Regions from separate parts of the Mus musculus genome. Here regions 2, 3, 4, 5, 6 and 7 are each linked to region 1. The links are chromatin contacts, called in public promoter capture Hi-C maps. All regions are on one chromosome and are shown on one strand. The core of a region is the stretch at or near the end of the contact, and the rest is flanking DNA. Distances in the headings are between cores, read along the strand shown. Region 1 holds the start of Impa1 (inositol (myo)-1(or 4)-monophosphatase 1). Region 2 holds the start of Car3 (carbonic anhydrase 3). Region 3 holds the start of E2f5 (E2F transcription factor 5). Region 4 holds the start of Lrrcc1 (leucine rich repeat and coiled-coil domain containing 1). Region 5 overlaps Ralyl (RALY RNA binding protein-like). Region 6 holds the start of 4930539N22Rik (RIKEN cDNA 4930539N22 gene). Region 7 holds the start of Ralyl (RALY RNA binding protein-like).

Region 1 (4,037 bases), core at 904-3,403:
GTCTCAAAGCGAAGGATGACCTTGAACTCCTGACCCCGTCTGTACTTTCCAAGTACTGCGATTACCAACGAGTTATTATCATAGCAAACAATGTTCTATGAAGCTGTCTCCCAAGTGACCACACAATATCACATTTTGGGTTGTAGCTATACCATATCATAGTGTGGGGGTGGGGGTAGCGTGGGGATGCCCCTGAAGCTTAGGTCAAGCTCAGATGAGGTCAAGACATGGTCTAACGGGTAGGTGTAGGAGTGGGTGGGGAGCAAGGTAAAGAACATGGGAAGGCTGGAATCAAAGCACTTTTAAAGACCAAGGAACAAAGGCTGCCTGTATTAACTCAACTCCAGGGAGTTCAGTGCTTTGCACATGGAATTAAATAAGGTAAAGGTGAAGTTTTAAGGTTCACAGATTACAAGTACTTTGCCCCGTATTATATGAGCAGATTTTACAGAACGTATGCTCAATTCTGATGGGAAAGTTCCCTGCTTTCCCTTACCACGTTTGAGAGAAGAAAACTCTATGTCTAAAAGCAAAGGTGCCATTTGCCTCCTAGACTTCAGGCAGGGGAAATGTGAGCAAGTGACTTGACAGCTTTCTGCTGACCTCTCCAGACTCACCCCAGGCTTGACCGCACTAACACTAACGTGGGCCCCTAGCCCAGGGAAGCATGGAAGTGCTCATGCCCAGGAAAGGTGGCCGCTCTGCCTGCTTCCCAGGACAAGTCACACCCTGTGCTTCCCCTGTAAGAGCGTCAGGTACACGGAGAAGCGCAGGGACACAGAGCAGACAGACACAACCAGATGCTGCTGGCTACGGCTTCACCTTCCTTCTTATTGATATAAGGTGGGCTTCAAGCTTTGAGCATCCTCGCTTAGTCTTCAGAATGCTGGTGGGATTACAGACATTTGCCCTCACGCCTAAGCGCCTTTTCCTGTGATCCAAGCGTCCAAGCAAGCATATAAAAGGCGCTTTGAGTTATAGAATAAACTCCTTACAGCTCTTCAAGAATGCTTTCCAAACTTGGTCACACTTGTTCTTACTGCTCTCTTCTATTCTGTCACAACTGGACATTCTTGGGCTGGGCTTGCCTCCTCACCACTTGCTTCCTCAAGCCACTCACACTTTACCTTGTGACAACATGAACAGAACACCTCCTGACTCCCCAGGACTGTTTCAAAAGCCATCCATCGAATCTTCAACCCAACAGATATCAAGCAATAGACAGTTGCAGAAAAACTGCTGTTGCTATGCAACATTTGGTCATTTATAATGCATGCTACATCTTCTTAATCAGTTCTAATATTCCTTGAGGAAAGGAGGCTGATAAATAAAAATTTCTGAGGTGCCCTAAAATGTAGAGGTCCAGAAGAGGGAAGACACAAGGGAAGTTAATTAGGTAACAGTTCTCTGGGGTTTGTTCTGGCTTTGTGGAGCATGGTGGGGGGCAAGAATAGAGACTTTAAAAGCCTGTGCCTTGAAATTCAATTATAGCGTTAGCTCATCAGAGGCACTTTTTTAGCTTTGTTGCTGGTAGTTTACAAAATGTGCCCCAAGTCTTGGTCCATTTCCTAGCTGATATATATTAATGGCTCAATAAACCCTTTTATTTCAAAGACCTTTGCTTCAAGACTTGTTTTCACGGGGGTCATATTCTATCACCCTCACTTTGGGAACAAAATCATACAGACTTAAAATTGTTTCTATCCTATACAGGCCCCGCTCCCGACGCAGGACATCACCGGACCTGGTCTTGTTCACCCCTAATCCTGTAAATTCGTGAGCCAGGGAACTTGCCGTGTAGAGCCCTGAGGGCTTGGGCAGAGCCGGGCTCATTCTGCGACACAGAACCTCAGAGATCGAGGACCGCCTGGCGAACCCGCTCGGCTGTTTCCGGAGCGCTACGGAGAGCACCGCCGGGAGGAGGGCCCGGCAGGCGCCCCGGCCCAGCATGGGGAGAGCTTGTCTGCAGCCCGCACAACCCCCCGCCTCGGCCACCGAATAACGCTGCACGGAAGCCAGGGACAGAACCGACTCACCTCGCGCGAGCGCACCGCGATCGATGCTCAACCGCCGGCGTCCGAGGGCTCGGTTCTTCGGCTCTTCCGGAGGTAACGGGGATTGCTCCGACAGGAAGTCCCGCCCCATTAAAACCCCGCCTTCACGTCTTCGCTCAGACTGGAGGTGTAAGCCGGGCCGAATTTGCCTTTGTAAGGGCTGGTCCGGTTGAAGTTACCGTGTTCTGGCATTCTCCTGCATACCCTTTCTTCTCTAAGAATCCCGTTTTCAAATCTCCACTTTTGTCTTTATTAGTTTATTTTTTTATTAGTTTATATCATATATGTTATATATTAGTGAAATTAAATATATATAATATATTATATATTATATATTAAATTATATATAAATTATATTAGTTAAATTTCTTTATTAGTTTATATTTTCCCATTTCCCATTCTGCTCTTCGGCTACAGCTAAATTGGAGTTGTGACTGTCATTGGGCACTCTCATTTGTTAAACCTGTAAGCCTAAAGGAGATTTTTATTTTTATTTTTTGCACCAACTCTCTTCTCCATAATTCACTTAGATACAGGTTGTTTGTTGTGGACTTGACGGCGGCAGGCAGTTGCTCTCCGCACCTGCAGCCCTCAATACTAAGGACCATAGGCTTTGTAAATACTATACAAGCACCCTGTCTTTGAGCCGCTTTCAAAGGCGTCGATTTTTAGCAGTGTTCCATTATGTAGCATAGGTTGGCTTCTGAAGTCTTTGAGCATCCTGCCTCCACTTTCGGGCTACAGGCACCTGCCACCACACCAGACAGCACTTGTGCTCTTACGTGCTTAAACATAAGTGTTAGAACGGTTTCATGAAGAGTCCCTGCACAATACAGATGAGGAAAACAAAGCTTGGAGAAGTCAGGGGATTTGTCCCAAACTCACACAACAAGAGCATAGCACCCTGACTCCAAAATCCGCAGAGAATCTTCATGGCTCAACCACTTGCTCTGGATGACCAACAAAGGCTAGTTTATGGTTCTTAAAATGTTTCCTCACGTGGAACAGTACCATGGTAAGTATGTTACTTTTAAGTGGAACTCTATCCAGATGACCTACCCACAAGATGACCACAATGCCCTGGCATAATTACTTGTGAAGTGATTGGTTCTCAGGAATCAAAACAAGAAATTATCAACAACATGTAACATGTCTCAGAGATGAGTGGCAGGGACAGCAAATCGGATTGATAAACCCACAAAGACAAAATGAGTCTACTCTTCTGAAGCCTGCTGCCTTAAGACACTGATGTGGGTGTCTATCACATACTCATGGTTTTTTGCTCTTCCACAAAAGACCTTCAAGAGCTTGGTTTTGGGGTCCTCTATTATCAGTTGTTTGAAAATAAAAATCTTATCAAATGCATGCTGTATGAGTGAAAGAGCCTCCCCTGACATTGCAAAGCAGGACAGATGAGGGACCAGGTATCAGATGTCTTTACATTAAATGATCGCTAGCTTCCTCCATCAGATGAGCAGGACTCCATGGGGCTCATTGCAGCCTCTGCTGCTTCTTCCTTGCTACAGTCAGGTAACTCAGCACAATCCATTCTCCTGCCAAGTGCCTGCTGAAAGCCAAGCGCACAAAGGAGTCTGATGTTCTGATTCCGTTATAGCAGCACTGACTGCAGGCTGGTGTCACACAATACAGAACCCTGTTGCTGAGTGTGTGGAGGTGGCTCTGATGTCTATAGAGACCTCCATACATGACAAGAAGAAAACTCTAAGCACACACAAACATGTACACTCACATGACTGCACACACACACACACACACACACACATACACTGGGGTGGGAGGGGTTCTGTTCTAGTCACTTAAGCAAATGCTAAAACTTATGTGGTGTCCCAAAGTTCACTGGAGAATTATTGACTGAGATTAAAATGGTGGAGTCTCCATAAGCCAGGTGAGCTACTCAGGAGTAGAGTCTATCTCCATGTTATTCAATATGGTTTCATGATTGATGGAACATAGGTAGGAGCT
Region 2 (4,037 bases), core at 712-3,211, 4.5 Mb after region 1:
ATTTTATCCAAAGTACTGTTTGCAAACTTATATCCAAATTAGTTGCAAATTCTACCTAGTGTCTTTTTAAAATACGCCCCACTATGTACATTGTTAGGGTGCAAATAAAGCATTTAAAAAGCACTAAAAAGATTAAAGCATAAACAGTAGTAGCATTACAAATTACTAGATTGCATTTATAATTCATTGTGTTTTTATCTCAATATTCAGTTTCAAATAAATCTTGGTAAGATTTAGCTATCAGTCTCCTGATCATCCAGGTCAGAGTTTGTGTCACAGTTGACAGCATGGAATGAGACTACAGCTTACTCATCAACAGTCATGTGGCTGTAACTTTAAAGCACCTCTATTAATCTCACATACAGCAGCAGCCATCCCGGTGAGCTAGAAACCCAGGCATGCATACACCCTTAGAGCTAACGGTATTTGTTTCTCTGTGTTTGCTTGGATCTTCCAAACTAACTGAGAGTTCCTGATTCCACAGTGCTATTGTGTGGATCAAGTGATCCCTGGTCACAAAAATACCCTAGAGACTGACTCCCCTGGCGTCCAGGTTCTGAGTGTGGTCAGCCATTCCACATACCTAGCTGATGAGCTCTCGTTGCCATGATGAGAGATTTCCTTCTCAGGTTTTGTTACCCACGAGGAAAAGCAAAATGAAAACGTCATTTTTATAAAAGTAAAAGTTATAAGAAAATGCTTGCAGAGATCTTGTTCAAGACATTTCCAAGATACGGTGTATCTTTCTGGTCTCAAGATATTCTTGCCCAAACAAGATTTTTTTTTTCATAATAGATACATAGAATTGCAAACATCTATTATACCGGCTTCTTTCATGTGAGCCATAACCAGATATTTCTAATTATACCTTTGTCATGCACAAGTGGGATATGCCAGTTTTAGTCTCTGTTTATGTGGTTTATTGCATTACAAAACACATTAAAACTGAGAGAAAAGACACGAGCTCCCCCCCCCCGCCCCGCCCCGCGCAGCCGGCTCCCAAACCGATTTCATAGACCTTTTCCTTTTTTTCCTTGTCTCTAATTATGTCTTAGAAAGTGAAAATTTTATGTAGTGTACTCATTTTTGACTGTACCCTTTCAACTTCGGGTATCCTTGGTGCCCTGAGATGAACAGAGCAAAGCTCTGTGGCTCTGTCCCAGACTGCTGCTGACTGAGGCTAGGGTGCAGAGTCCCTCCCTGGCCAGGGATCCAGTGCTGTGCTCCTGAGTCGTACTAGACAAACTAAGCTAGACTGGTGTGACGCCTAAGCAGTCTACCTTACAGACTCATCCCTTAAGGATACCGGGACTGGAAAGCGGGCACTCCCAGACTCCTCCTCATCTCTATTCCCAGAATTTTACAGGTTTTCCGTAGGAGAATCACGCACTAGTCAGAGGATCAGAGGAGTTCTTTCCGTCCTAACCGGATTCCTGCAGGGAAAGGAACCCCAGCATCCGGAGACTGCAGCGGGTCCTCCATTCTGAGTTAAAAGTCTTCTGAGAGAGGCTGCAAGAGCCGCGGGTGCAACTTTTAGTTGCTAAGTAACACCAGACTGCAGCATGAGCCGGCTGCTCCTCCAGACCCCCAAGTGCAGGAAAACTGGAGGGAACCAGCCAAAGCGGGAGATCTTAGAAAGCTCAGCTGCTTGGTAGCCTGCAAAGTGAACAAAGGAAGGAGCCAGGGCTCTTGCAGAGCCAAGAAAGGGGGGGCTCTGTCCCCCTCCGTTCCCCCTCCGCGCCTCCTCCCTGCCCCCTCCTGCTACCCTCTCACCCGGACAGCTGTCCAGCTCTTGTAATTCATTGGCTTCTCCCGCCCCCGGCCTTCTGAGTACCACCCCAATCCAGTTTAGCCCCCTGCCTCACCGCTGACCTAATAAGGTCATGCACACTGCAGGAGATCTATATAAAAGAGCGAACTCTTGGAGACCTTGCCGGACAACAGGAGCAAGAAAGAGCAGGAGCTGTCCAGCGCTGAGAAACACGAAAGGTGACCATGGCTAAGGAGTGGGGCTACGCCAGCCACAATGGTGAGTGGGGCCAGGACACAACAGGGTGTATCTGCATTGCACAGGTGTGCAGGGAGGAATCCTTAAGAACTAGCATATAGTGAAAACTTTCTGGTGTTCCATGCTGCTGGTCTTTAACACGACTCACTGTTTTCCTTTCCACGGAGGAACCTGAAGCTCAGAGACATACTCACTATAACTAGCTTAAGGTCCGATGATGTGTCTGAGAAGTCACTCAGCCAGAAGTCAGGTCCAGTTGAATTTTTTCTGTGAAACTGAGAAGTGAGCCTCTTTGAGCTTGGGGTCCGGTAACAATATTTGCTTTGACCAAGTCAGCCTTGGGAAAAAGAAGAAAATATCCCTTCCAAGCTGCAAAGTACTCCAAAAAATATATGATCGATCTGTGGTTCATTTCAAAGATAAGCTTTTCTGGCTACATGGTTCTCAAGCCAGGGGAGGGAATGTGGAGATTGGAACGCTCTTTGAGCATAGGTAAGCAAGCTTCTAAATAGGTTTGAAATCAAAGTGCTGTGTTGCTCAATCTGAACCAGAGACCTTTCTGCAGTCACTCTTTGGCTTCTGTACACTTTGCTGGCACAGTTCACTAAATAGAGGCCTTGAGCTGTACTATTAAATGAATAAATTCTCTTCCATTTACTTCCTAGGTCCTGATCACTGGCATGAACTTTATCCAATTGCCAAAGGGGACAACCAGTCACCCATTGAACTGCATACTAAAGACATCAAGCATGACCCCTCTCTGCAGCCCTGGTCAGCATCTTATGACCCTGGCTCTGCTAAGACCATCCTGAACAATGGGAAGACCTGCAGAGTTGTGTTTGATGATACTTATGACAGGTCTAGTAAGTATAGCCCTTCGGCAGGGTCACGTGAGTGTGTTCAGTATCTAATGGCAAGACGCAATTTGTGACACGGTAACAGAATTATGGGAAGCGGGAGAAGTTTATCCCTGAAATGGAGATGACTTTAGACTTGGCTTTAGTTGTGGAGAACTATATTCACACAATGAAGAGGAATGTCACACCCTCTCGTTGCTGCAAAATGGCCATATGCCCAAGCTAAAAGTTAGCAAAACACTCCAGAGACAGAGTGTGGATCCCCAGGGGAGGACAGAGAGTCCACATGGGCTTTCTGACCACCGAGAGACAACGTTTTTATGGTTCCTGGTGATATGGAGAACAGATTCAACCATGATGAAAGAAATAAAATGGGTCCTCTCTTTCCTCGCGGATGGAAGGAGGCTAATTAATGTGAAAAGGCAGGGTCACTGTGTGAGTTAAAGAGGCCTGGTTTCAGGAAGTATCTTTGTGGTGAGTGTTTCTGATGTATATGACCACTTTTTCTTGGATCAATGTTAGTGTGGAATTGAAGCATTCATGGGAGGTTTTATTTTTTTAACCTACATTAGTAACTGATCTGTGAAATAAAATAAGATGAATTTGAAATACTTTGAATATTTGAATACTAATTTCAGGTAATTTGAAATTTCAGAAAGGCTTGGTGGCTCATACCTGCAATCCCAATACTCAAGAGGCAGGGGTAAGAGGACTGCCATAAATATGCAGCGACCTTTGAGTTTCTAATGTGTTCCAAGCCAGCTTGGGCTATAGAGTGAAACTCTGTCTCCAAAAAAAAAAAAAAAAAAAAAAAAAAAACAAGCATTACTTTGTTGCAAATAAATCTAAGTGAGAATTAGTCTTTAGTAAGTAAGAATGCAATTTTCTAGAACCACATTCTTCATTAAACTAAAAATATCCTTTGTTGATTAAACAAGAATGGCCATTCTGGTGATGTCATAAGAAATAATGATAGAGTGACAGACAACTCCTCCCTTCCAAGGTAAGAGGAGAGCAAAAACTTACTACTTCCTGAGCTATCGTTACATGTTACCCTTTCCCAGTTTTTCTTTGACTTAAAAGCTGAAGTATCATTTAGAACAAAAACCAAAAAACAAAAATAAAAGTATAACAAGAAAAATAACAAAATAAAAGTATCACTCACCAAGCCG
Region 3 (4,037 bases), core at 998-3,497, 4.2 Mb after region 1:
CCGAGAAGTAAATCCATACACCTATGTAATCTGATTTTTGACAAAGAAGCCAGAAATATACAATGGAAAAAAGAAAGCATTTTCAACAAATGGTGCTGGTCTACCTGGATGACTACATGTAGAAGAATAAAAACAGATTCTTATCTATTACCCTGAACAAAATCAAGTCCAAGTGGATCAAAGACCTCAACATGAAACCAGACACACTGAATCTAATAGAAGAGAAAATGAGGAATAGCCTTGAAAGCATAGGCATAGAAGACAACTTCCGGAATAGGACACTAGTAGCACATGCAATAAAATCAATAATGATAAATGGGACCTCATGAAACTGAAAAGTTTCCATAAGGCAAAGGACACCATTAATAGGAGAAAACAAACAAACAAACAACCCAGCAGCCTACAGGATGGGAAAAGATCCCATCACATCTGACAGAGGGCTAATATCCAAAATACATAAAGGACTCCAGAAATCGCACATCAACAAATTAAATAATCCTATTAAAATGGTGTAAAGATCCAAACAGAGAATTCTCAACAAAAGGATTTCAAATGGCCAAGAAACACTTAAGGAAATGGTCAACATCCTTAGCCATCAGGAGAAATACAAATTAGAACGACTTTGAAATTCCATCTTACAACTGTCAAATGGCTAAGATCAAAAACACATGTGACAAATTCTGCTGGGGAATGGATGTGGAGCAATGAAAACACACCTCCATTGCTGGTTGGGAGGGCAAACTAGTACAGGTTCTTTGGAAATCAATATAGTGGTTTCTCAAAAGACGGGGACTCAATCTACCTCAAGACCCAGCTATAGCACTCTTGGGCATATTCCCAAAGGATGCTACATATTATTACAAGGACATTTGTTCACCTATGTTCACAGCAGCTTTATTCATAATAGCCGGAAACTGGAAACAACCTACATTCCCTCAATCGAACAATGGATTTAAAGATAAAATAAGTGGTACATTATCACAATGGAGTATTACTCGGTTGTTTAAAAAAAAAAATGACATCATGAAATATACTGGCAAATTGATGGAACTCAAAAACCTCATCCTGAGTGAAGTAACCCAAACTCAGAAAGATGAACATGGTACATACTCACTTATAAGTGGATCTTAGCTGTAAAGTAAACATAATGCTACAATCCCCAGACCCAGAAAGACTAAGTAACAAGACAGGCTAAAGAGGGTATCTCTCTGGAAAGGGTCAGTGGAATAGAATCTGCAGGTGGATTGGGGGGGCAGACGGGGATTTTAAGTGTTGCAGCTCTGAAGGAAAATGCTTCCCCTACAGAAGTTTTGCTCCAGACGCCTGGAAAAATTTTGGTTTAAAATTGTTTTCAGGATTTACTAGTTAATGCTGTCAGTTTCTCCTCGCGTTTTGTTTTTTTGTTTTTTTTTTTCCCTACTGTTAATTTGGGCATTCTTGCATGAAGGATATGTCTTCATTAATTCCTGCCAAATGATGTTTTTAGTCACCTACTACTTGTTAAGTGTGAAGGATATTCAACAGGTGCGAATACCAAGTTGTTTAAGATCTTGGGTTTTTTTTTGTTTTTGTTTTTTGTTTTTTGTAAACTTTTATTTATTTACATTCCAAATGTTACCCCCCCTTCCAGGTAGCCCCTCCAAAAGTTCTTCATCCCATACCCCCTTCCCTTTGCCTCTGAGAGGTTGCTCCCCACACTACCCCGACCCATCTTACCCACCCAAGGTGTTGAAGATTTTAATCCTGAGTCTCAAGTTTGCAAATAAAAAATGTGGGAGCACATTTCCTCCTCTTATATCTGTGATCTTACTATCGAGCCATAGTTTACGATGTCAATAAGTCAAAAGATGCTGCGATTGTCTCAATAATAGAATTATTGGGGAGCAAAAGAGTATAATTTTGTAAAGAACACTAAAGGCAGGTAAGGAAAGAGCTGGGGGTCTACTTCCTTCACCGTCAAGGCTCAGGTGCTTCTGTTTGCAGAAAAGGCTTTGGAAAAGACTGAAGGTCAGAGTCCCAAAACCTTCCGGGACGCGGCGTTCTCCTATTTACGCGAAGATGAGCCTTACAATACTTGCACCTGATCAGGGATGAGCGCTCCAGGCCGACCAAAAGCACGCTCCGCCTGAGGGAACCCGACTGCCCCGCCCCTCCGCGGAGAGTGCGTTACTAGGCAACGCCGCGCGGCGTCACTTCCTGCCATTTAAACTCGGGCCCACCCTCGCGGCGCTGGCCGCTCGTGTGAATCCGCGCGCTCTGTGGTGCCGTGCGCGAGCCGCGCGGCTCCGGGGACTGGTGGACGCGGGGCGCGCCGTGGGCGGGGAGCGGAGTCCGCGCACCTCCTCTGCCGGTGGCGGAGCGGCTCCTCGCCAGAGGACAGCAGGGCCGCGGCGGTGATGGCGGCGGCGGAGCCCACGAGCTCTGCTCAGCCCACGCCGCAGGCCCAGGCTCAGCCGCCGCCGCATGGGGCGCCATCCTCGCAGCCGTCCGCGGCGCTCGCGGGGGGCAGCAGCCGGCACGAGAAGAGCCTGGGCTTGCTTACCACCAAATTCGTGTCGTTGCTGCAGGAGGCGCAGGACGGCGTCCTGGATCTCAAAGCGGTGAGCGGGGATGGGGAGGGCGAGGCCCGCCCGAGGGTGCTGGGTCCACCACCCCCACTGCGCCGAGACTCCGGACCCGGAGGGGCCGGGATGGATGCGGGGGCCCCACCGACCGGCCACCGCGCGGCCCTGGCCACAAAGGAGCACCCGGAGCGAGCGCCCAGGAATTCGCGCTCTGCTCTGGACTCGCTTAAGGACCGACCGCTCTGCAGAACTTCATTCCTGTTTTGAAGAACTTTCATGCCAGTTCTTCGGAATGAAAGAGGAAAAGAGAAAACTTTCCACACCTCCTCTAAAGTAGTAGTTTTTAGAAGGGGACATTCTTCATCGAGAATTAAGAATTGGGAAGTAAGATTGGATTTGTTGGCTTAATTTAGAATCTTTCTACTTTCTAGACCTGAGATTTGCGGTCACACAGAGAGGGGTCATTTTGTGCCGTTCAGACTAAGTGGTGAAATTACTTAGTAAGCTTTATCTGGTTTTATAAGGATGTTTGCTTCGTTCTTTGCTATGGTTCGGATTTTTTTCAAACAACAACGTCCATTTAAAGCAGTTCAGTCATAGTGATTTAACCGTTCCTGGCAAAACTTGGAAGGATTCCACAACGCAGGGAAAGGGGAACAGTATGGGATCGTGCGAATTAAAATTCAGCTAGTACAAGGAGGTTCAGAAAGAGCCAATACTTCAAAAATAAACAAAATTGCTAGTTTACAGTCACAGCGAATAGCCTCTTATGACTCCTCACAGCTCCTGGCTTGAAGCTATTACCATCCTCAAGACCGTGGGTGGCCAAGGCATAGGAAATAGGAGTCTTAACAGGAGAAGCCTGCCTTCCAGAACTCTGCTGAGTGTCCTGTCCTGGCCCAGTGGGAGGCGCTGGCTTGTTGGCACTTGGATTCCCCCCTTTTCCTGGGTGTAGATGCCAGTTAGTGTCGGTTCATATTTGGAAATGTTACTCCTGGGACCTTTTTCCACTTTTATTCCCCCCACCCTACCCTCACCTCTTCTTTCCCTCCTCTAATGGGCATCTACAGTACTCAAATTGTATTGAATTCAAATGGTACGGTTTCCAGTTTCACTGGCGTTAATGAGGTCAGCAGAGAAACACCTGATGCTACAAAACACCCATTGAAATCTGCTGTTTAAAGTTAAATTCACCTGTAGTGGATGACTACATTAAAAAATTCAGAGAATTTCGGGGCTTTCCGGGTAAACGTGGGATTTGATGGTTTGTCCTGAAATATGCTCAAACCTCGGAAAATGATTTCTAGATTTAGTTGTTTGACTTACTTAACATGTATGACAGCAGGTTCTGGCATTGAATAGCAGAAGTCTGATATTCAAAAGTCTTTCTGTTATCTGGATCTATCCTAAAGATTCAAAGACTTCTGTAGTAATAAATAATTACTTAAAATAATAAGTAATGACTTACAGAGA
Region 4 (4,037 bases), core at 640-3,139, 4.2 Mb after region 1:
TCTCACACACACATCACATGCACTCTTCTTTCACACACACACACACACACACACACACACACACACACACACACATTTTCACACACATTTCGAATTCTTTCCTCACTCACTCTTCACATGTTCTGCTCATGGCTCTCTTGCCTTTCTCTTGCCCTAGTCTTTTATTGATACTCCAAAAGCAGATAGAAAAAAAGACATTGTATAATCATTGTCAAATCAAATTCATAAGAATAACCACACCCACAAAGAATCAAGAATTACAATTGTTCCCCAAAGTTTCAAGCGTTCCCTATTCCCAGGCCTGTAGCCAAAATAACAATAATTGTAAACTTATCATTATTTAACCTTTAATCTTTGAATTATTATACTTCAGAGCTCAGAGCTATGAGGCCAGCTACTTGCATTTTCTTGTGACGCTCTAATGATAAATGACATGGGCAAAGCTGCCAGGCAGTGGCCAGAAAGAATCAAGTTAACCCTTAACTCAATAGTTCTGCTAGCTTTCTGCTTTTGCACATTGCACACAATGGCTTTCCTAAGAGTCCCAGTGTTTTGACTTAGGTTTACGAATATATAATTTTATGTATCTTTACTTTCTTATTCAGAAACCACTCTTAAATGTTGTGCAAAATTTATTTCATAATTTCAAAAAAACTATTCCTTTCTTGGGATACCAATGTTGGCTCTAATTCATTTTCTAATAATTTCTTCAAACTTTCTTTGCAAGTCAAGCATTAATCTGGAACTATCATTGTTCAGTTATTATATTGTTTTCAAGATGAGAACACACAGCAGGCACCATTAGGACTGTGCTGTGCTGTGTCCCTATGCCTCAATTTTTAACTGTTTAAGAATCAAGGAACGTCTAGTTTCACAGAATTCACCAGAGCAGAAGGGAGAAAGAAATAAGAAAGTCAGATATAATAGAATAATTATGCCCACCAAGACCAACTGAAAGACAGGCACCCACAAATGAATTCTATACAGCTGTTATTCAGGGATAAGATTAGAAGTGGGAACGACTGTTTTCTACAAAGAGCTGCAGTGGGCTACTGAGATGTCTCCATCCTGGCCTACTGCGGGCAGTCGCTGTCATGGTATGCTGTCCCCAACAAGTTATTTATGTGGTAGCCAGGAAAACTGTATTTTGGTGGCTGTCTCCTTATCTTTGCAATGCCTTTGTGTGGCGGCTACACATCCTTGAGGCTGTAGATAGGTTGTCCCCACTGTATAAAAAACTAAAACATCAGGATATTTTCCCACACGTGTGCACTAACAAAGGTGTACAAACTCTTTGGCATCGTTAGAATATCTTTTTCAACATAGTCTGAACATCCCCTACCATTTTGTGAGATTTTCTGAAGAACTGTGGAAATAAGGTCCCTGAAAGGAGATCAGTCTATCAGTTGGGAGGGAAAGGGGGTCAACTTATGTCATGACTGTCATCACCTACCAAAGAAAAATTTTATACCACAATGGAAAAACCATTGTCTCACCAACTCTACCTTGAAACAGCCCAGTGAAGTATCTTTGGAGTGTTTGCTTTTGCAGAGGCATTGAAGAGTGTCTCTTGAGCGAATTCTTTAAAAAGCTGAACATTTTTTTCTCATCACAGGGAGACCAGCATACATAAATAAAGGCATTGCACAAATACTTAAGGATTTAACAGGAGTTCAGTGACCAAAAACGGGGAACATTACTATGTCTGCAAGATCACGTCACGAAGTATAAAAGCAAACTATTGAGAAAAACGCCTCCATATGGCAGTGGGCTATAAATAATGTTCAGTAGCCCACTCATTCCAAACCAACAAATGGAAAGGCTTTACTTTAAAGGCAGATGCCGTAAAAGTCAAGCCCTCTTTGAGCGGCGCCGTTGTCCTGCTTTGCGGCCGCGCAGGGCGGGGAAAGTGCGGCAGGCGGTTAGAGTCCTCGCCCCGCCCCTTGCTCACTCCCCGCTCCCGCTTTTGGAGGCGTGAGCAAGCTGGGACCCAGCGCTGGGCGCCGGTTAACACCCACTCCCCGTCGCGGGTACCATGGAGGCGGCGGTGTGTAGCGAAATCGAACGGGAGGATGGCGACAGCAGCTGCGGGGATGTGTGTTTCATGGACAAAGGCCTGCACAGGTAGCTGCCGCCACCCGGTTGGACCTCGGGTTGGCTGGCTTCGGAGAGCCGGGCTTGTGCAGGAAGCGGGTTCCTCCCCATCCTCCCAGCACAGTCTGGGGCTCCTCTCTGTCCCCCAGCATAGCCCGGGGTTTCTCTGTGTTCCCCCTGCACGGCCCGGGGCTTCTCTTACTCCTCCCAGCATTGCCCTGGCTTCCTCCCTGCCAAGCCCTGAATCCCTCCTGGCTCACTCAGCTGAGCTCAGGGTTCTTCCGCATCCTCTCCACAGATCCCGGGGTTCCTTTCTCTCCACCACCCAGCGCAACCTGCGGTTCTTTCTTACGGACCTGCTGAGCCCAAGCTTCCTCTTTCCCCTCTCCTCGCCCCCACTTTCGCACCCCCTAGCTGTTGCTCTTCCTGGTCTCCTTCCAGGAGCCTGAGAAGTGGGGCAAGCAGCAAGGCAAGCCTTCTCTACTCCCTGCTTACATCTCTTGCCTCAGTTCTCACCCGTTTTTAAGTTCTTTTGCATAAGACACAATCAGAGACATATCCATACAGTTGTTGAAAGTACCAAATATAACTCTTACTGACCCTGTTTTATGTTACTGAGACTGCTCAGTGGTTTTTCAGGCCCCTGGATTTTCCATACTCTGTGAGCCTTACCAGTTCAACCTAGACCCTCTCTTGTTTTTCACTGGCCAGTTAGCTATTTCTGAGATCCAGGCATTTCTGTTACAATATTCTCTGTCTTTGTTGAGGTGCCTGCTCTACTCCATCAGAACCGTGGTATTTATAATATAATGAAAACAATTTAGTCTCAGGCCTGATCTAAGGGTTGCCAACGAAGAGGTTTTTTCAAAAGAATGCTTACATTTATATTTAATAATGGTTATCGCTTTGAGGATGATGTCTATGTGAATGTTATATGTGTTATTACTAATCACCACAGCAATTATGCAGGGTCGTTTTTGTTTTGTTTTGTTTTGTTTTTCTTCTTCTAGTAAGCAATGACTCTGGGAATTTATATTTTAGATACATTATATAACTTGACAGTGTAACTAGTGAGCAAGTAAATTCAACAGTATTGATTTCTGATAGGTCAGAAAACAGATTGCTATTAAGAGCATATAATAGCACAAAATTTGTCCCTAAATAATTCTGTAATTGCCAGATAATCAGCAAATACTTCAGACACCTTTAGAAATTGGTGTTTTGAGGTTTGCAACTGTTTCCTTGCTGCCAATAAGTAGGTTTCCTGCAACTTTATACTAGCTAGCATAAAAATCTACCACAGATGCCCTTGACATTGTGTGTGCTATTCTGAACTACTTTTAGCATCTCTGAGCAGTGCACTGTAGTTCCATGGAAATACCATTCTACTCGGCATGCTCAATTTATAAGTGGTAGTAGTGGGAGTAAAGAGATGATTTCAGTTTAGAGAAAATGCATTCCAGCTTGCAGTTAGAAAGGACCTCAGCTTTTCCACCAGCAAGAAACATAATTAAGGTTTTTGGTGTTTTGTTTTGTGTTTTGTGTTTTTTGGAAACTACATTCTGGACTAACTAGCTATCATTGAGAGTAAAGAAAGTTATAAACTCATGCATAGGATCTGGATTCATGCCAGGTCACTCTTGGTCTCTTTAATTGTCATAACCATACACCAACTGCTTAAGAGTTTGAAAATTAAGACAATAGCTTTAAAGCTTGAACTTGCTCATTTTCAGCTACCAGAAGAGGGTGGGTTTTCTCTAAGAATATTCCCTTGATAAGCCTAGAAGGCTGCACATCCGAGGATGTTTGGGCAGCACACGTTGGTCTTGATTATGAAAACAATCCAACCAAAAAGGTCACAAGTTGGGTAGGAAAGAAAGGGGGCCTAGGATAGATTGTTTTTTTTCTAAAGTGAGTAGAGCAAATATTCATTATAGTCATTG
Region 5 (4,037 bases), core at 575-3,074, 3.5 Mb after region 1:
GGATTTTTTTCTTTTCCTTTTACATTGTCTTTTATATTCAATTTTCTAGCATTTTAGCTCCAAAATAGCTTGTTCATTTCCTTGTCAACATAACCATGCAGTTCCACAGTAAAATCACCTTCACTGTATAGCATAGGATTTAAATATTAAACCTGTACTTTGGGGCTTTCCTATTGAACTCTGTATAAATGACACCCAACAACCACTCAACTTCAAAACGTTCAGTATTTGCCATTTTTTGTGCTCATTTGCCCTAGTCAGGTATCTAATTTCAGACATCTCCACACTTTTCGTTTTTCTTTCTGGAAGGATGAAATTTTTTTTGTGGTCTGTAATAACCCTGAGTCTGATTTTTTCCTTCCTTGTAGCACTGCAGGCTCTTAATAGATCTCTATACCTCAATTCCTTGCAATGAATTGCCTCATGCCATTTGATTCTCCTACATGGTTATCTATGGTGTTTCTCTAACAGTAACACTTCGATGCCACTTGTCCAGGAAGATTGTTTCAGAATTTTCCAGAGCTTTTTAGATTTAATGACAACTTTCAATAGGACATTTGTACAGTTCAACTTCGTTATCAAATGTATTCTTTCTCTAAGTACCCCCAAATCTTCTTTTATTTACATTTATCTGGTGAAGAGATAGCAATTGAACATATGATGTGTGTAAAAAATCAGGCTAATAATTTTGGATTATCAGCATCACACTTGCCTGTTCATACAGTCAGGGGAGGCAATAGATAGACAGATAGATAGATAGATAGATAGATAGATAGATAGATAGATAGATAGATAGATAGATAGATATCTTACATAATTTTCCCTTTTCCATCTTTCCCTCAACCCTTCCATGTGCTCTCTCAAAATCATGGTATATTTTTCTTCAATTATTATTGTGTTACATATATTTATAAGTGCATAAATATATAAATTAAGCCTGATCATTTATGCAGTGTTGCTTGTATGCATATGATTTAAAGGTTGATCACTCAGATTGAAAACATTTTAAATATCTCATCCCTATGAATGGCTAACTCTCCTCATCATCAGTCCTCAGTTGCCCTTATTTCTTTGTCTCTGAGTGGGGCTACTTAAGATTCCTAGCAAATGAACATCATTTCAAAGAGATACAGTCTCACAGCATACTTCCTGGTCCTCTAAATCTTATATTATCTTCTGCATCTTCCAAGATGTATCCTAAGCCTGCCTTCCTTCCTTCCTTCTTTCCTTCCTTCCTTCCTTCCTTCCTTCCTTCCTTCCTTCCTTCCTTCCTTCCTTCCTTCCTTTCCCTTACCTCCCTCCTTCACTTCCTCCCTCTGTCTGTCCTTCCCTTCTTCGTTTTAACTTTTTAATAAAAGTGTTAACCTCTACCTGGACTTTTCTACTTATTTGGTTATAATTTATGAACATAAAATAAATAACTGAATAACACTTTGGAAACAAGGAATTAAATGAAGAAGTTACTCAACTTCTTCCTCCTTTAAGGGTTTTTTTTTTTTTTTTTTATCAATTGGAAATGAGATGAACGATTCTACTTTTGTAAATGAGCTTCTCCTAATGGTTTTACAACTGTCATTAAAGCTGCTCAGATAACTAAAGATAGTGATTCTATGCCTTGTTTACAATAACATTTTATTTTAAGTTGCTTGAAAATAAGATGTCATTGATATCATGTGGCTTATAAGCAGCCAATGCAGGATCTCTATTTTCGGCATTCTTATATTTACTTTAATTGATCCTGAGTCTTGTCTATATATGCAACACACAGCAGGTAGCACATGACATCAGTAGATCCAAGATTATTCCTGATGCAACTGTGAGGTTTGCGTGAAATACACCGATGGCCATCTGTATGCCTACGGCCAAAAATAGACTCTTCCCTCACAGCTGCTGCCTTCGGAGCCAGTTTTTCTTAGAAATATTGCTACTTACTTCTAATTTGCATATCGGAATTTAAAAAAATTATCCAAATATATTGTAAATATAGAAAGGTGTTCCACGTACTTTATGAAATTATTCTCTCTAAAGTTGTAATATAATATATCTTAATGGTGTTGTTTCCCCACTATTCTTTTTCCCTATCTTAGCTTCATATCGATTTGAAATCCATCGATGTGTCACATTTAGGATTTGTTACCCAGGGAAACTTAACTGTCAGACTCCCTGTTCTCTTTTAAGTGATGAAGAATGCTCTGTAGTTTTTACTTATTATTTGTGATAGATGAAGTGACACAGTGAGGGAGTGCCAGAAGGCCAGAGGGGAATCTCTGCAAAGCACTTTGGTGCCATCGTGTGGTGAAACTGAGATATTGGACATGACAGTGGGTCTTTGGCTTGTCTCTTCTTTTTGCACACAGGTTTTGTTACATTGCCTTTCTAAAACCCACTATGCTTGGTGTGTGATTTCTTAAGAATAAAGTAAATATGAGACATTTATGTGAAGATACTTTAATTTTCAACCAAAGTTCAATTATTCACCCTCACTTTTCTCCTCCCTTTCTCCTGTTCCTTCTCCATTCTTTCCTTTCTAATGGGAAATAGGAGAATAAGAACAAATGTGTAAGACTTTCAGTGACTGGATTCTGTGAGCTAAACCATTAATTTTATCAGAATTTTTATATAAAGCATAACTGCAGGCCTGGGTACATCTCTAAGTATACAGGCATCATTGCTTTATATTTATTTATAACATGAATGAGTCTCTTAGGGAAATTTTATAGAAATTCACAAAAATGTTACTTTAATCCTCTATAAATCCTCTGTGAGCCTGTGAACACATAGTTACTACTTTGCACCCTAGTCATTGTATTTGTCAGCATCAGGAACAACATGACCATCATCATTATCACCATCATCATAATCATCACTGTATGCATATTATGTGTTCTTACTCCTTCAATAATATCCTGCTCATCCCTTTCTCTCTCCCTCCTTCCCTCCCTTTCTCTCTCCCTCTCTTCCTACCTCCCTCTATCCCTCCTTCCTTCCCACTCATGGAAAAATGCTCTGTGAATCATTTGCTGTCTGTAATTTGCCTGCTTCTCATATCTATCAACTTACAGCCCTGTGCAGACTACCACATATAACTATTTGTGTTCACCTGAGCTCTGCTCATCTTTCATATATTTTTAAACTATATTGTGCAGAATTTTGCCTGAAGTCTCAGCTTTGTTCTTTGCTATTCTCCCAGTTTCATTGTTCCAAGTCAAAGTTTGTCATGTTGGAGGCATGCTCTGAAGTTCTCAGGTTACAGACAAACCTATTCTCCATCTCAAAAGTGTTCGTTCAACTGGTATTAACCTAAAACACAAGTTCTACATTGCAGAGGAACATGCCCCTGAATTGGCTTCATACTTAAGACTGCCATCTGTAGGATTTATGGACAAGCATGTACTCCTTAAACAAGCCAACCTCACATGGGCATCTCTTCCCCACATATCGCTCAGCACACATCTGTCCCAGGTTAGCCCACATCTGGTTTGTTTCCTGGTCTGTGTCATATTCAGCTTGTATTTACTTTCCTAGTCCCAGAATACTTTTGTACTCCCTTACATATAAAATAACTCTGCTTTGTTATTTTTTAAAGCTTGTCTTTTACCAAAATTCCTCTGGTAAATTGACCATCAGTGGAATTTATTAACTTTCTCCACTATAGACAGAGAATAAACAATCACCTAGCTATTTGAGAAAGAATATGCTATATTTACTACTGACATTGCTCTTGTGAATAACCTCTAGATTTATTGCTTGATTGCTTGTATCTCCAGTCATAAAAGTAGTAATGGCTGAGGGTATTTTTGTATAATCCTTAATTTATAAACATAGGATGTAGTTTTTAAAGCCAAATGCTATACTATGCATTCTAATATAAAGAAGGTGACATAATGCTCCTATTAATTTAATTGAATACTAGCTGTTTCAATCATCCCTTAGATGCCAACATGTTCAATTTTTTCCAGAAGTAATTCCAGATATAAGAATATTTTCACTGCATGTTCACACTTTAAAGTGGATTTTTCAGTGCACATGTTTATCCA
Region 6 (4,037 bases), core at 694-3,193, 3.3 Mb after region 1:
CATCTATCCAGAAATATCTTATTTGTTTCCTCCATCTATTTTCTTATCTTTGACTATCACTCCAGCCAGTTCAACAGGATATTACATACTTTCTTATAACAGTTGAAGTAGGAAAAGAAACCACTGATTTAGACTGAGATATTCATTATTGTATTAATATTCATGGGGCTGTAGGAGATTTTGAACAGAGATGATTAAAAGTGCAGGAAGAATTGTATAAAACTCATAACGTAAAGAGTCTAGAGAGGAGAATGTGAGGAAGTTCTCTGAGAAGTGGTGAGCTCTTTTGCTGTTGTTGAGCAAGCACAAGATACATCATTGAAGAGCAGGGCAAAGAGCAAATAAAGAAAAAATGACTTGGACCCATGTGAGAAACAGCAGCCTATGAGGATAGATTTTTGCTGAGGAGCACAAATCCAAATCCACTCTTTGCCTCTCAATGTGTTAGATCCAGTGATTCTAGGCATTGAAAATAAAGAAGGAAGGAAGGAAGGAAGGGATAGAGGGAGGGAGGGAGGGAGGGAGGGAGGGAGGGAGGGAGGGAGGGAGGGAGGGAGGGAGGGAGGGAGGAAGAGGTACTGGACTCGCACAGGGATTTACTGCTGCACCTGCCTTTGCACAGCTTTTATTTTTCACCTCCCTAAATCTGAGATTTGGACTGGGATGAGAACAGAACAAACACCAGCAGGGTCCTGAGGTCCTTCTTTCCATGGAGAACCACATTCAAGAGCCATGTTTCCTACTCTGTTATATAGATTTGGGGAGGTTTTGCTGGTGGAGTCTTCAGCTTTAAAAACAGAAATTTGTAATACCACTCTCTTAGCTCTTTAAGAGTTCAGGATAGGCATACATACAGAGAAATACTTTGCTTTGTGTAAAAGTTTCAGTATTTTAATGAAGTTGCATATAGTATGTTATTTGTTATAACTTTGTTGGAGGTATCTATATCAATGCATTTTCTTTATTTTTAACTCATGTAAGACAATCTGCTGAAAGAATGCCATTAAAATAAAAAGTGCATCTATTTCTTGAAATTAACTAAAATGTCTAGCAGCTAAATAAATTAGAAGATAAAATGACTGATTTCAGACCCCTGGACAAGGGATTGATGCACATATTTTGCATATCAAAACAGACCTGGCCTTCAGGTTCTCCCAGCATCTCTCAGTCCCTATCTGGCTTACCCTGTCTTCAACCCTGGTCTTTAAAGCTCAGGAGCTGAGCTGCCCTTCACCCAGTGGCATTTCCCTATATAATTCAGTGCTCTCTCTCTTTTCTCTCTCTCTCTCTCTCTCTCTCTCTCTCTCTCTCTCTCTCTCTCTCTCTCTCTCTCTCTCTTTCTCTCTCTCTCTCCATTCCTCGTCCTCCTCATCCTCCTCGTCCTCCTTGTCCTCGTCTCGTCGCCCTCATTGTCGTCGTCCTCCTCCTCCTCCTCCTCTTCTTTTTCTTCTTCTCCTCCCCCTCCCCCTCCCCCTCCCCCTCCTCCTCCTCCCCCCCCTCCTCCTCCTACCCCCTCCTCCTCCTCCTCCTCCTTCTTCTTTTTCTTCTTCTTTTCTCTCTGTGTATGTCCTTTCTCTCTTTCTCTCTCCCTTTTCTACTACTCCTTACCCTATTGATGACTCCCATAGCCTCAATCCTTGGTACCAGTGATCCAAACACAGAGCAAAACTACCTGACAATCATGATGGCTAGGTTGTCTATTCTCTGCAGGATGTCTTAGGTTATCTCTGTGTACTTTGATCCTGCTATTGTAGTCAAGCTGGCTGATGCTAAGGGTGGTTGTCATAAGATGTTTGCTCAAGCAGACCTTGTGGTTCCTGCAGATTTCACCAGAAGTGCACTTTTTAAAATACTAACTTGCTCACCAGTATGAAAATTCCCCAAGCTTCCTGTAACCACAATAAATACCTTGACCCTCTAGACTCAGGCTCTCTGACCAGCTGCAACAGGGCCAGAGAGAGACCTTGTTCTCAAGCTTATAATAAAAGAATCTTGTGTGTTTGCATCACAATTGGCTTCCAAGTTCTTCAGGGTTCTGTGACTTGAGCATAACAATTTCTTGGTTTTGTTCTAAAGTTTTCAGATGAGCTAAAGTTATTAATATGAGAACCACCTTCATTGTGTTACATAAGTTTGGATATGTTTTCTATTCATTTAATTTAAAAAGTCTTTAATTTCTTTCTTCCTTAATTTCTGTCTTGGCCTATTTTTTATTTGGTAGAGAATTGTTCAGATTCTATGAGTGTGTAAACTTTTGATTGTTCCTATTGTTGATATCTAGCGTTAATCTATGATGTTCAGATAGGATGCAGGGCTTTCTTTCTTCTTGCTTTCTTTCCTTGCTTGGTTGGTTGGTGGTTGGTTGGTTGGTTGGTTGGTTGGTTGGTTGGTTGGTTGGTTGGTTTTGTTCAGTTTGAGTTCCTGGCTTGCTCTTCTCCACCATATGGCCCAGCATATTTTATTCCCCCCTCTCCTTCAAACCCACTCACTTGGAAAGCCTCTACTCTGACAAGGTGCCAGAAGCACATATGCACATTCATAAAAGATGCCCCAACCCCCTCTCCTGAAGTTACCATTTATCTAAACCCCCACTCAAGTAGATAAAATGCTACCACATCATAGTCTGCCTGAGACTTTTTCCTCTCAGGTGAAGATGCTCAAGAGTCCACTTCCAGATTAACATGCCTTTTTATCTTTTAATTCAGCTGAAATTATTTATTTCTTCTGCAAAGGAAAGTTGCCAGGTTTTTTTTTTATTTGTTACTTTCTGTTGTGACTTATTGGTGTGTAAGAGTTTATGGTCAGTTTTGGAGAAAGGTCCATGAGGTGCTGAGAGTTATAGTCTTTGTGGTTTGGGAAAATTGATAGGATATTTCTATCAAAAATGTCAAACATGGTTGATGAGAGCTTTATATCTAGATCTGCAGGCAGCAGGTAGAAAAAGAGTAGTGGGGACTGGTTTGGGTTTTTGAAACCCCAAAGCCCACCCCCAGTGACACACTTACTCCAAAAATGACACAACTACCCTAACAAAGCCACACCTTCCACTGCCAGTCCCAGAGCATTCAAATATATGAGCCTATTGGACCCTTTCATATTCAAACCGTCTCAGCCACCATGCCCAGGAGTACTGCGATTTTAAGGGTGATAAAGCAGAAAAGGTACCTGACGCATGTATGATGCTTTGTAATTGCTTGTTGTGTAGCAAAGAAATGAAACTGTAAGTCAGTGAATGAATCACCATTGCCCGTGGATTATTTACTGTTTCCTCCAGTCAATAGGAAATCCTTCACTAGTCACTGTGTGGAATAAATAGCTGTTTGGATTTCTGAGGCATATAGGTGTGCGATACATTTTATATTTTATGTAAGCTTGCATCAATCTTTTCTTACATATTGCAGACATAAATTTTTTACTTATGTATTCAAGTGATGTCATTCTCATCTCTTCTAAGACTCTATTTGTTTTCCTTTCCCAATGTATTAGTGATCTATAACTCAGTTCCCATCTGTAGCTTGGAAGAGATTTATTGTGCAACATAATAAAGTTGATGTTGGCCATAAAAGTCAATACATTCTCTACAATCTATAAGCTATTTTTGAAAATTGATGTGAGTAATTATAGCACAATTTACATCATAAGTAAAAGGAAAAATTAACAATTACATAGGAATTACAGCCAGTGAATCCAGTCACTTAAAATATGTAGAAAAAGAAAATAAATCTATTTTCCGGCAAGTGAGTTTCACTGATTGGGAGGAGAATGATGATGTAAAGGTCACAGAGTCCCTGTGCTGGCCTAGAGTGATTCCTGTGCTGCATCAGTGTTCTTGGTTCTAAGAAAAAAGGGAATAATTTTGGAAGAATTGATTAGGTCAGAGAACTGAGAAAGAAGTGAATGCATATCATGTGTGTTCTTTTATGACTGGGTTACCTCACTTAGGATGATATCCTCCAGATGCATCCATCCATTTGCCTAAAAATTTCATGAATTCATTGTTTTTAATTGCTGAGTAGTACTACATTGTGTAAATTTAC
Region 7 (4,037 bases), core at 1,084-3,583, 3.1 Mb after region 1:
ATCTTTCACAAATGACTTAAACTCTGGTTTTGTTTTCCTAAATATTTAAAATGAGGATAATAATGCTTTTGTCACAGAGCTCTATAAGAATTAAATGATAATCTTGGCTTTTTAAATGCTGTTCCTTTGATCTGAATTTTTTTAATCCTGTTTTTAATGTGGTGGTGAAACCTAAAAGAGGGAGAATGCCATCTTGGAAGTAAAGAGGAGTGGAATATTTTAAGCACTGGGCTGCAATTATGTAAGTAATGGAAGAAATGCAAGGAGGATATTGATGGCTTGCTTTTCCTCAGCAGAGCTGCATTAAACATAAAGGGGAGTCATTTTATTGAATAATAAAAGACTGACAATCACTGTGATTGGCTGGTGGCCATTACTGCAGTGCAATTCTAAACAGCTTGTTTTTCAAAGTTCTTCTTGAATAACTCTCTAAACCCAGACATTGCCTGGCCTGATATGAAGCTCCAAAACTCATTCTTAAAGTGAAGTTGCTCACAGTCCAACATCTCTGTAAATGATGGAAAAGATGTTCATTGGAACTGACTTCTCTTTAATGTATTTTGATCTGGATATTCTTATGGAAGATGTAACAAACTCGGGTTTAAGTAGCATAATTCATGAGACATGAAAGAAAAGGGCCATGTTTGGAGGGATCTATTAAAAATCAAAATAAAACAAAAATGAAGATCAAGAAGGTCTTATCACAACCCACATTTTCTCTGAGTTATCCAGAGGAAAAGTCAGCAGCTTCTCAACAGAACTTAAGGCTCCTGGTGTTCTGGACTCCACTTTGATGCACCCATCTGTCTCTATCAGTATTTCACATCCTATCTGGGAAGTGTGTATAATAAGTGAGTTTAGTTGGCAATTTTCCAAGACACATATTTAATGATTTTTCAGGGCTATTTTAAATATCTCTTATCTAAATTGTGACTTAGTACTTTATTTGATCAATGAGTTTTGCCAAGAATGTTGTAGAAGCATTTGCTTTTGGAGCCCTCCGTAATGAATGCATACTTCAATGTTGAAACTATCCAGGTTAGACTCCATCCAAAGCAGAGATTTTATTTTCAACGTGGACGATGGAAAGAGTGGCATAAAGATCAGAGTAGCAACATGAGAGACAACAAACTGTATTTATTTTTTATTTTATAATACAGACGTTGGCAACTAATTTAGTGCAAACCACATTCAAAGCAATACAGAGAAACGGGTTTGATAGAATAGTTTATGAAAGATGAAGAAAAATTAATTCATTGCAGAGCCCAGAAAGCTGATTCTGCAACAGGCAGCAGTAGAAGAATCCCAAAGCAGTCAGTGATTGGCTGATGGCATCTTTGTTCCAGGGACAGGCATCCCTCAGCAGATGCTTGGTGAACTCCTTGTTTCTTCCACCTTCCAAAGCACTGCTCAGCCGCCTGGCTTGTAGCTGATCTTTGGCAGCCTTCTAGTGAGTGGTGCACATCTCCCCCTCTCGACCGTCGCCAGGTGCCTGCTGCCGGGCAAACACTCACACAATGGACTCACTTGTCTGCCTCGATCCTCTCCTTGGACTTGCAGCCTGAGAAAACAACTTGCAAGAGTGAGAAGGACCCTGCCTGGAGCTTGGACTACAGAGCCTTCCAGACAGGTCAAAGCTGGTGCTCAAGCAGACAAAACAAACAATGCCTGGCCCAGGAAAGAATAAATTATCCACGTTCACAACCCCGCCCAGCATCATGCAACAAGCAAACGAAAATCTGGGATGGGATTTTTCCAAATAAAAGATTTTTTAAAATCTTTTGAATGGGGGAACACCCCAAGACAGCCAAAAAAAGAAAAAAAGGATTAATGTTGGCTTTGCAGTGACAACGCCCCCCCCCCCAAAAAAAAAAAAAAAAAAAAAACGCACTGCACGAATCCAGGTTCTCAGAGAACCACAAGGTGGAAAACGGACCTGGGGGAGGAAGTGACATGGGCAAAGCAATCTAGAAGAAATGGGAGCCCCAAGATCAAATGAATAAAATGATTGAGTTAAACCGGGTTTAAAGAGTGAAACTTGGGGAGAGGGACAAGAGCTCTCTGCAGGAAACTACCTGGAGATGAAAACCGAATAATAAGGAAGTGGCAAGCGGCAACTTTGCAGTGGGCAGCAAGTTGTGTGCCCTCTGATGCCTCCGCTGAACATCCCTGAGCTGTTCTTCTTTGGCGGAGCGCCCGCAGCATCAGCACCAGCGGCAGTACCAGCAGCGGCAGAGGCGGCGGCGGCGGCGGCGGCGGCGGCAGCTGCGCGCCTCCGGCCCGCCCCGCGCGGTCCCCGCTAGCCCGCGCCCTGCCCGTCTGCGTGTGCGTGTGCGTGCGCTCAGCCCAGCGTGAGCGGCACCTGCTAGTCCGGGCTCGCCGAGGAGGCCGCCTCGCCGGGCTCTCACCGCCGCGCCCGCCCGAGCGGCTCAGAGGGCTTCGAGGGCTCCGAGGTCGCCCAGCAGCCGCGGTGGCCCCGCTGCCTGCAAGTCCGCCTGGCTCCGAGTCACGTGTCAGTGCCCGAGGCAGAGACTGAGAAAAAAACGCGCTTCATTCCTTCTTCCACCGCCATACTGTATTTTCCTAAATCTCATTTTTATTCCAACATTTTACTCCCGCTCGGTGAGTACCTACTCAGTGGCATTCTTGTCCTATTCTTTTTTTTTTCCTTTTTTTTGTTTTTGTTTTTGTTTTTTTTTTTTCTTCTTCTTCTTCTTCTTTTTCTTCCCACTTCTTTGATTATTGTTTGTATTTGGGAAAGCTGACGAGCATAGTCTTAAGCCTTTTCCTCAATCAAGTTTTCCTAGCATGCGATGGTTCTCTAGACAAGGCGCTGTGTCTGGGAGTCCGCGGCAGCGGTGCTCTCTGCGAGCGGCTCCCAAGTCCAGCAAAATGTGCAACTGGTTTTATGGAAAAAGCGTTGTGAAGTATGGTGCCTATTTTTTTCCCTTTGTAAAGATAAGAAAGCATGTTTCTAACTCTTTTTTACGTACTCTTTTTCCGATTGCATTTTTGTGTAGGTGGGATTTTCCAGCAGTGTTCACAAGTTTGTCGTCTTGCAATTCGATTCGCACCACTGAGCAAAGACATTAATTTTGCATTTTTATGACCTTTTTGGAAGCCTGTGAGAAATATTTCGTTTTTTCCCCTCCTGTTTTTGATATCAGTTGATAACATGAAACTTTTCTTGCAGCTAGTTAAAGGGATTATTTTTAAGCAGTTGCTTTTTTTCCTCCTTTACATTAACTATTACTTTTGCATATTTGACTTTTTTATTTAAAAAACCCGAGATAATTTTATGATAGATATCCTGATATCTATATTATCCCTTCTTCCTCCTTCTCCCCTCCCCGTAAATCAATTTTCAAATGATGGCAGTGGAAGGTTTTTCTGGAAAAAAAAATGAAGTGCGGTTTGGTTTCCTTGTCAACGGAGGATGAAGTGAACAGCACAACAGCTCGCAGAGAGCAGGTACTTGGCCCCCTCGGTGGCGTTCCCCGGGTGTGTGATGGCAACGCTGGCCAAGAAGTCTGTGTGCGCGCGTGTGTGCGTGTGCGAGGGTGTGTGCGCGTGTGCGCGCCGGTTCTGGGCTGTGTCCGAGCCCGCAATGGGGAAAGCCGCGCCGGAAGCCAGAACAAAAGTGCTCTCTGGGCCGCGATGGTTTTGAAGATGCGAACACCCCGTCCCCTGGTGGCGCCTAGGTTTGGGTGGCTGCAGGGGAACCAGAGCACAGCCGGCGGTCCAGCAAGTTGGCCTTAGCCACCCGCAGCGCCGGAAGCCTAGGGCCCCGCGGGGCGCTGACTGTGCGGTGATCCGGTCCTCCGGGCGCAGATGGAGGGTGAAGGGGCGGGGACCGCTGCCGCCCGGAGGCTGGCGGCTGGTCAGGCAGCCAGAGCTCGAGGTGTCTAGGATGGCAGCAGTCACTGAGCGCTGCTCTCTCGCCTCTGCGACCCGCGGGAGCAGCGCAGTGGGTTCTTCCCAGCCGCCTCCGCTAGCTCCGGCAGCTTCACGTCTTCCGTGTTGTCTCCCTCATGCTT

Evidence for each region. Promoter capture Hi-C pulls out the DNA fragments that hold promoters and counts their contacts.
Region 2: a promoter capture Hi-C map of cranial neural crest shows a contact between it and region 1. The contact joins the promoter of Car3 here to the promoter of Impa1 in region 1. A contact is called at or near these places in 3 of 39 promoter capture datasets (cranial neural crest, frontonasal cranial neural crest and maxillary cranial neural crest) and 1 of 484 Hi-C or Micro-C datasets (cerebellum).
Region 3: a promoter capture Hi-C map of second pharyngeal arch cranial neural crest shows a contact between it and region 1. The contact joins the promoter of E2f5 here to the promoter of Impa1 in region 1. A contact is called at or near these places in 6 of 39 promoter capture datasets (cranial neural crest, frontonasal cranial neural crest, hippocampal neurons and 3 more).
Region 4: a promoter capture Hi-C map of hippocampal neurons shows a contact between it and region 1, with 4 times the contacts expected there. The contact joins the promoter of Lrrcc1 here to the promoter of Impa1 in region 1. A contact is called at or near these places in 5 of 39 promoter capture datasets (cranial neural crest, frontonasal cranial neural crest, hippocampal neurons and 2 more).
Region 5: a promoter capture Hi-C map of hippocampal neurons shows a contact between it and region 1, with 3 times the contacts expected there. The contact joins the enhancer-like site here to the promoter of Impa1 in region 1. A contact is called at or near these places in 6 of 39 promoter capture datasets (3T3-L1-derived adipocytes, cranial neural crest, frontonasal cranial neural crest and 3 more) and 2 of 484 Hi-C or Micro-C datasets (cerebral cortex and cortical neurons).
Region 6: a promoter capture Hi-C map of hippocampal neurons shows a contact between it and region 1, with 4 times the contacts expected there. The contact joins the promoter of 4930539N22Rik here to the promoter of Impa1 in region 1. A contact is called at or near these places in 2 of 39 promoter capture datasets (cranial neural crest and hippocampal neurons).
Region 7: a contact with region 1 is called in a promoter capture Hi-C map of second pharyngeal arch cranial neural crest. The contact joins the promoter of Ralyl here to the promoter of Impa1 in region 1. A contact is called at or near these places in 4 of 39 promoter capture datasets (cranial neural crest, hippocampal neurons, maxillary cranial neural crest and 1 more).

What each region holds. Positions count from the first base shown.
Region 1 is chr3:10,329,286-10,333,322 of GRCm38.p6, forward strand. Impa1 (inositol (myo)-1(or 4)-monophosphatase 1) reads right to left here and starts at 2,154. Exons shown (of 9, transcript NM_018864.6): 1 at 2,037-2,154. It overlaps Slc10a5 (solute carrier family 10 (sodium/bile acid cotransporter family), member 5), which reads right to left. Exons shown (of 1, transcript NM_001010834.2): 1 at 2,449-4,037.
Region 2 is chr3:14,861,577-14,865,613 of GRCm38.p6, forward strand. It overlaps Car3 (carbonic anhydrase 3), which reads left to right and starts at 1,962. Exons shown (of 7, transcript NM_007606.3): 1 at 1,962-2,029; 2 at 2,674-2,871. The coding sequence starts at 1,996. It overlaps Gm41999 (predicted gene, 41999), which reads right to left and starts at 2,489. Exons shown (of 4, transcript NR_168331.1): 1 at 2,203-2,489.
Region 3 is chr3:14,576,424-14,580,460 of GRCm38.p6, forward strand. E2f5 (E2F transcription factor 5) reads left to right here and starts at 2,248. Exons shown (of 8, transcript NM_007892.2): 1 at 2,248-2,600. The coding sequence starts at 2,397.
Region 4 is chr3:14,531,899-14,535,935 of GRCm38.p6, forward strand. It overlaps Lrrcc1 (leucine rich repeat and coiled-coil domain containing 1), which reads left to right and starts at 1,890. Exons shown (of 19, transcript NM_001163579.1): 1 at 1,890-2,124. The coding sequence starts at 2,036.
Region 5 is chr3:13,864,242-13,868,278 of GRCm38.p6, forward strand. The region is part of intron 2 of Ralyl (RALY RNA binding protein-like); the gene reads left to right. Among named protein-coding and RNA genes, the nearest start is that of Gm41998, 68 kb to the right of the region's middle. Within about 2 kb of position 1,825, at least 7 of the 459 cell types and tissues checked have an H3K27ac peak or open chromatin away from gene starts, as enhancers often do. A contact at or near this core is called in hippocampal neurons, where this site is marked.
Region 6 is chr3:13,650,922-13,654,958 of GRCm38.p6, forward strand. 4930539N22Rik (RIKEN cDNA 4930539N22 gene) reads right to left here and starts at 1,944. Exons shown (of 4, transcript NR_040598.1): 1 at 1,909-1,944. The region is part of intron 1 of Ralyl (RALY RNA binding protein-like); the gene reads left to right.
Region 7 is chr3:13,469,322-13,473,358 of GRCm38.p6, forward strand. Ralyl (RALY RNA binding protein-like) reads left to right here and starts at 2,334. Exons shown (of 9, transcript NM_001357033.1): 1 at 2,334-3,471. Gm2464 (a long non-coding RNA gene) reads right to left here and starts at 2,508. Exons shown (of 2, transcript XR_003954437.1): 1 at 2,076-2,508; 2 at 1,118-1,561.